2 separate regions of the Zea mays genome follow, and region 2 is linked to region 1. A link is a contact called in public Hi-C data. All regions are on one chromosome and are shown on one strand. Each heading gives the region's core, a stretch centred on a gene start, on an enhancer-like site or on the middle of the called end of the contact. The rest is flanking DNA. Distances are from core to core; before and after follow the strand shown.

What was found. A called contact is a pair of places that touch in the nucleus more often than the background predicts.
Region 2: a contact with region 1 is called in a Hi-C map of leaf, with 4 times the contacts expected there. The contact joins the promoter of LOC542560 here to the enhancer-like site in region 1. A contact is called at or near these places in 3 of 25 Hi-C or Micro-C datasets (ear, leaf and tassel).

What each region holds. Positions count from the first base shown.
Region 1 is chr10:28,692,215-28,695,643 of Zm-B73-REFERENCE-NAM-5.0, reverse strand. No RefSeq gene overlaps it. Among protein-coding and RNA genes, the nearest start is that of LOC542560, 160 kb to the left of the region's middle. Within about 2 kb of position 1,398, at least 17 of the 20 cell types and tissues checked have an H3K27ac peak or open chromatin away from gene starts, as enhancers often do. A contact at or near this core is called in ear and leaf, where this site is marked.
Region 2 is chr10:28,851,686-28,855,335 of Zm-B73-REFERENCE-NAM-5.0, reverse strand. It overlaps LOC542560 (oxo-glutarate/malate transporter1), which reads left to right and starts at 1,704. Exons shown (of 3, transcript NM_001112100.1): 1 at 1,704-2,877; 2 at 3,235-3,456. The coding sequence starts at 1,726.

The DNA of each region.
Region 1 (3,429 bases), core at 149-2,648:
ATTTATTTTTCCCAAGTCTTTTCTCAAATCCCCTTTATGTGCTTAAATGGCCCACTTAGGATTATTTAGGGTTTGAGAGTTCTTCTTGCCTTGAGGTGCATGGCATGATTAAGGAGAATTTCTTAAGATGAAAAAGACTTACTTAAACCTTTATTATCAATTTATGATGTCCTTTCCTTAGTTTGGTTCACATGTGATAATGGATTTGAGTCAGCTCTAAGGAGAACCCTAGGTGACACTAGGGTGTTACAGTTGATCTAGGAGGGAGGACTACGAAATCAACATCACCAGTTCTCTGCATCAGCGCTACATCATGTAGGCACAGGTCCGGGTACCTAAAGCCTAATGCCTTTCTCCTCTGCTAACGAAGATATTACCTCAAAGCTCTAATACTAGATCCCGGGCGTGAGCGGGGTACAACTAGGGATTTTTTTAACCAAGCCAGAAATTTGTTACCGAGGAGATCGAACATGAGACCTAAAGATGTTACTTGAAACCCCAACCATTATGTTAGAGGCCCTTTCGCAGCAGAAACGAGCGCTCGCTCATCTGTTTCACCGTTTGTCTTTTTCTTCAACACTAGACTACATTTTATCGCCTTTTCTTCACTATGTGAATGAGATTTATTATCACTGATTTCAAACACACTATTTTCTCGGTGGAAACACTTAGAACCAATTAATGGAAGACAAATCATTTTTGTTTAAGTACTAGCTACGCCTTAAGGCCTCACCATAACTTGACGGATCTATTAGACGGATTTCTTCAAGACTTGGAGGGACTCATCAACACGTGGGTGAGCACAACATGGAGAGAACTATTTTCACCTCAGCAGGATCCTCTACTATAAGGTCCACGGACATAGCCACCGCTGACCGGCTGACATGTGGTCCCGGCCATGACTTGGCTCCGTCTATCAACGACGATACGTTACGGCCAAGAAGCCGCTCGCACTTTCACCGTGATGTCGAAGTGTTAGTAGTCACGTGAACGAAGCAATTCTGGGTTCCGCAGCAGGCGGGCCCACATAGGGCCGGTTATGAGTTTATGCAACAGAGGCGATGGCTAAGGGTCTACAATAAAAAGGGGTCCACATTCACATATGTAGAGACCAAGTAGACTATCTGAGAAGTTAAAAGCTTGAAATGAACTTTGATGCAGCTACATATTGTCATGTTTCGTGGTGTAAGTAGTAATCAAATTGATTTTATTTACTACTCTTTTGGTTTGTAGTATCACATCTGATAGTAAAAATAATAGCATTAATGTTTACTTCTTTGATTGTCGTGTTACAAATAATAAGCAATATTAAATCAAAGGGGCCTACAGTGCCCTGGTCGCTCAGGGCCTTGGGAAAATATAGAGCCGGCCCTGGGCCCACACAATGCATGTGCAACTCTTCTCAAATTCTCAAACCAGACGGAAGACTTTAAGAAAGGCGCACCGCACCAGCGTAGAATGATCGAGAAGCCCCTGACGCGCGGCTCGCAGAACGAAGATGGATCCAAGGCTGACCGAATCACGCTGAGCCAAAACACATCCGTCGGGAGACTCGGCTCTCCAGAGTCCGGACTCCAGACTCTACTACACCTATACGAGCTGTTTTGGATTGCCTTTGGTACCCCTGCATGTTAGATTGTATAGGTACTATACTACACCCAACATAAAATGTAAAAAGATCAGCCATTTTAGATAATATTACAAAGAAAAGCTAGAATAAATAATAGCAAGAGGGAAACATCTATTTTTATACGTGTCTTAACGATAGGATAGTGCCACAATCAGTCAATCTAATACCAGTGCTATTTGATATAAATATAAAAAGTAAAATAATTTCTTTGTTGGCTATCCTATAATTTAAATGACTAGCTAAACCACTAATAACAGTTAAAAGGTTAAAAAACATCTTTCAGACAAAAAAGTCACGTTTGATAGGATTTCTCATGTGCGACTCCAGTGTCCGAGCCGGAGCCCCGCGAAATGGAGCTAGTTTCTTTAGGCTCTAGCTCCTTTAAGCTACCTCTAACTCCTTCCAATTGAATGCTAAAAGGGCTCCTCGCTCGCGTCATGTTTAGAATGGCTCTGTCCGCTAAAAGCTACTCCAATATTTCTCTAAACAATCCATAAATCTTCAATTTAAGAAATAAACAGAAAATACTTCTCTAATAATTCTCCTTCTTCAAAATAGATTCGTTAAATTTAGTTACTTGCTATCCAACCCTATTTACTCTCTAGGTTTAACAACTCATAGGCACTTCCTAAATGTATTTAGCATCAATTTCTTTGCACCAACGTGTCCATTTTTCATCTTTCCTGCACAACGATGTAGCCAGGTCCGACACGCTCTCCTCCCCTTTTCCGCACAATGAGGCAGCCAGATGCAACACGTGCGACACAAGCTTATTCTCCGTAGTCCGACCACAATTGCCCCATACGCCGCGCCGCCGGACTACCGCTCCCTCACAAGGTGTTCCGATTGGCCTTCTCCTCCGACCTAGACGTCCTCTCCTCTCGTCCTCACCACTAGCTAGGTTCAATAGAAGCAGGCCTGCCAAAACCAGACCAAGCTATTTTTACTCCAAATAGCTATTTAGCAACTTACTAAACATGAGTTTAGAAAACTTTTTTAGAGAATTATTGTAGTTGCTCTAAGCTGTTAGAGCCGTGGGTGCGGAAAACTTACCAAAAGAGCGCTAAGGCTGTCTCCAGCAATTTCCCTAAATTTTATACTCTAAAGAAATGTTATGTCATTTGCAGAACACTCGTTCCGTTCTTTATATTTTCACCATCTCTAGTAGCATCCTCTAAATTTTGTCCTCTATATCTTATCCTCCATATTCTTTCTAACCATATTAACATAATTCAATTTCATTAACTTTTTCGTATCTGATCAAATAAATTGACTGTTAGCATTTTATGAATTAGCATTTTGACAAAATGGCAAAAAATCAAATTAACAATAAATTAGAAGGGTGCCATGGACTGATTTCTTGGATGAGAATATTGAAATCCACATGTGGTGGTAGAATCCTTTTATCTTGGTTTGAAATCGTACATGTTGAACACTTGTTTTTAATTGCTACATGGCATCAAAACAAGGCAACACAAGTTAAGAAGCCTGGACCTTTGTCCTTAAGTTACCACTTCTTCAAAGTGTTAGCTTAAGAACAAAGGTCTTTAGAAGAAGATGCAAATGAAACAATATTAAACAAAATGATAATAAACAATGAAGTATGGAACTCATCTCCTAAGCCTTAGAATTATTATTCCATCCTCCTTTGTATTACACGAATTTACAAACATACATTCAGCTTCGTATTATGCAGGACACTTTTCACCTATTTATAGGGGTAAGGTACAACTTCGTATAAAATTACAAGCATGCCCACAAAGTTTACACATATGATTTACAAATGATGCAAGGATATT
Region 2 (3,650 bases), core at 455-2,954, 160 kb before region 1:
TGATGTGTGGAATGAATTTGACAAAATATATAAGGTTGTTGATGGTGTGAGGGTCAGGTGTCAGGCTAAGTGCAAAGTTTGCAAGTGTGTTTTGTCTGCTAAATCTTCTGGTGGCACTGGTCATCTTAATCGGCATAGAAATGCATGCAAACTGAAGCATGGCAGAAATGCCTTTGCCCAGTCCCTGCTCCAGTTTAATCCTTATGGTAGTGCTAGATTGTGGGAGTACAATGCTGATGTTGCTAGGTCTGAGATGTGTCGTTTGATATGTCGGCTTGATCTACCTATTTGCTTGGCTGAATCATCTGCTTTTAAAGAGTACATTAAAAAGGCTCATAATCCTAGATTTTCTGCTATCTCTAGACAAATAACCACTAGAGATATTAAAAAGTATTACAATGATTCACGTGCTAAGCTTGTTGACACATTTAAAAATTCTATTTCTTCTGTTGCTGTGACATCTGATATATGGTCTGGGAATGCTAAAGAGGATTACTTGAGTGTTGTTGTACATTATGTTAATTCTGCATGGGAATTGAAAAAAAGGATAATAGAACTAAGGCTAATTGAAAAAAAGGATAATAGGACACATCTCTTTCTATGTTGGCTAAGGATGTACCAACTATGCCTGTCTCTACCATTTCATCAGAAAGTGCTTTCAGTCTCACTGGCAGGATTATCGAGGAGCGTCGACTGACCTCGGAGATGGTCGAGATGCTGACCTGCATCAAGGACTGGGAGGAAGGGAATGCAAGGACCCAACACACTGTTGAGAACAAAGAACTTGACTCATTCTCTGATCTATATCTTGATGATGAACAAGTTCCAGTTGACACTCCAGGGTCCTCTCATGCATCTCAATCTCAGACACCTACTGATCCACAACCACATGTCGAAGACTGATCTTATTTAGCTAGTTTGATCATATTTCAGCTGATGTGCCTGTAACTAAACTGTACAGTGTAAACAATGTCTGTGACTCTGTGATATGTAAGAACACTAAATGAGCTGTGGGCTGTACTCTTTTTTCCTATCTAGGGTTTTCTCACAAGGGTGAGTTTTTACCTAGATAGGTTTTTAATGAGGCAGCCATTGCACTAAACAGCTCAATATTAGCTATTTTAGTATGTTTAACTGTGTTTTGTGAATGCATATGTAACTGTTATTTTGTGATTTTTGGTGTAGTGCTCGGTCCGGTCCTGGCACTACGGGCTGCCCGGGCCTACCGTGCCGGCACGACACGGCTAAGGAGTCTTAGTGCCATGCCTGAGCCTGGGTTCAGGCACTAGTACCGTGCCAGCATGTCACGCCTAATAATCGTGCTAAACAGACCGTGTCCTAATCGTGCCGTGCCGGGCCGCCCATTTAGCCATCTATAGCACCAAGTAGCACACTAGCACTACAACTCTGCACCTGCACCTGCACCTGCACCTGCACCTGCACCTCGTATCGTTACAAGCTTTGCATGTGACGTACAAGTTTAAAGACCTCTCTTTTCTCTATCGAAACCTAAAACAATCTCCCCGCAGCATGCACACGTGTCACTACACCCACTGATCACCGGTGCACCAACGCCGGGTCCACGAAGACCAGTCTCCGATTCGATACGACCAATGCTCCGGGCACCCACCGCCATCTCCACCGTCCATCCACTTAAACCCCACCCTCAGTCCTCACCCACCACCTTCCATTCCCAGTCCCACCACCACTTGTCTCACCGCCGCCATGGCGTCCTCCACCGCGGCCTCGCCGCTCACCTGCCACCACCTCGGCAGCGTTGGTGCCCGCCCTCGCCTCCCGTCCCTCTCCATCTCCCTCCGCCGCCGCTCCTCCTCTTCCTCTAAGCCCACCTCCCTTTCCCACTCCCTCCCCTCCAAGCACTCGCTGGCCCCACCCCCCGCCGCATCCGCATCCTCCCGTCGCGGTCTCACCCCCGTACCCGCCTCCGCCTCCGCCGCCGCGGCTCCAGCGCCGGATCCAGTGCCGGTTCCAGCACCGGCTCCAGCGCCGGCTCCAGCACCGGCCGCCCCGCCGAAGAAGCCCGCGCTGCAGGGCGCGGCCATCAAGCCGCTCCTGGCCTCCATCGCGACTGGCGTCCTCATCTGGCTCATCCCGCCCCCCGCCGGCGTGCCCCGCAACGCGTGGCAGCTCCTAGCCATCTTCCTCTCCACCATCGTCGGCATCATCACCCAGCCGCTGCCCCTCGGCGCGGTCGCCCTCCTCGGCCTCGGCGCCGCCGTGCTCAGCCGCACGCTCACGTTCGCCGCGGCCTTCTCGGCCTTCGGCGACCCGATCCCCTGGCTCATCGCGCTCGCCTTCTTCTTCGCGAGGGGGTTCATCAAGACCGGCCTCGGCTCCCGCGTCGCCTACGCCTTCGTCGCCGCCTTCGGGTCCTCCTCCCTCGGCCTCGGCTACTCGCTCGTCTTCGCCGAGGCGCTCCTCGCCCCCGCCATCCCCTCCGTCTCGGCGCGCGCTGGCGGCATCTTCCTACCGCTCGTCAAGTCTCTCTGTGAGGCATGCGGCTCGCGCGCCGGCGACGGCACGGAGCGCCGGCTCGGAGCCTGGCTCATGCTCACGTGCTTTCAGACCTCCGTCGTCTCGTCAGCCATGTTCCTCACTGCGATGGCGGCCAACCCGCTCTCGGCCAACCTCACAGCTGCCACTATCGGCGAGGGGATCGGGTGGACGCTCTGGGCCAAGGCCGCCATTGTGCCGGGGCTGCTGTCGCTCGTGCTCGTGCCGCTCATTCTGTATGTGATCTACCCGCCGGAGGTGAAGGCGAGCCCCGATGCGCCACGCCTGGCCAAGGAGCGGCTCGCCAAGATGGGACCCATGAGCAAGGAGGAGACGATCATGGCCGGCACGCTGCTGCTTACGGTATAATGATACACACTTGCCATTTTCTTAAAACATTTAATCTTTTGCCATTACGAAGAGGTCACATTTTGCGTTTCTATATTATAGCCTAGCATTATTTGAACTTGTCTTGTGCTATCAGTGTTCTTTATGCCTTGAATCCTGATGGTTAAAATTATTATCAGCTTTCTTGCATAACTACTTTATAGTGTTATATTATGAATATATGCACCATGCAATGTCTTTCTAATGTTCATATTCTTGACTGTCGCCGTCACTGCATGCATTTTTTCCATTTCTCTGCCTCATCTAACTTGAATACGAAATGTATCCACTTTTCTTCACTGAACATTATGCCCTTGCTCTGCATTCCACCAGGTTGGTCTTTGGATCTTTGGAGGCATGCTGAATGTGGATGCGGTTTCTGCAGCAATTCTTGGCCTAGCAGTCCTCTTAATCTCAGGGGTTGTCACATGGAAAGAGTGTTTGGCAGAGTCTGTGGCGTGGGATACCCTTACATGGTTTGCAGCACTTATAGCAATGGCTGGCTACCTCAACAAATTCGGGCTGATCTCTTGGTTCAGTGAGACTGTTGTGAAGGTACACTCTATTTTCTTCCCACAACTTTCATCTCTTATGAACCTTGGCTCTTGACATTTATAGGTTTAATGTTTTTCTTTTATTTATGAGAAAATTCCTCAATTGACAATTTAGATTGACATATTTCCTTTATTTTTTTTCCACATAGCGATACCTGAATTCATTACTTGAAGCAACAAATTACAAACATAACG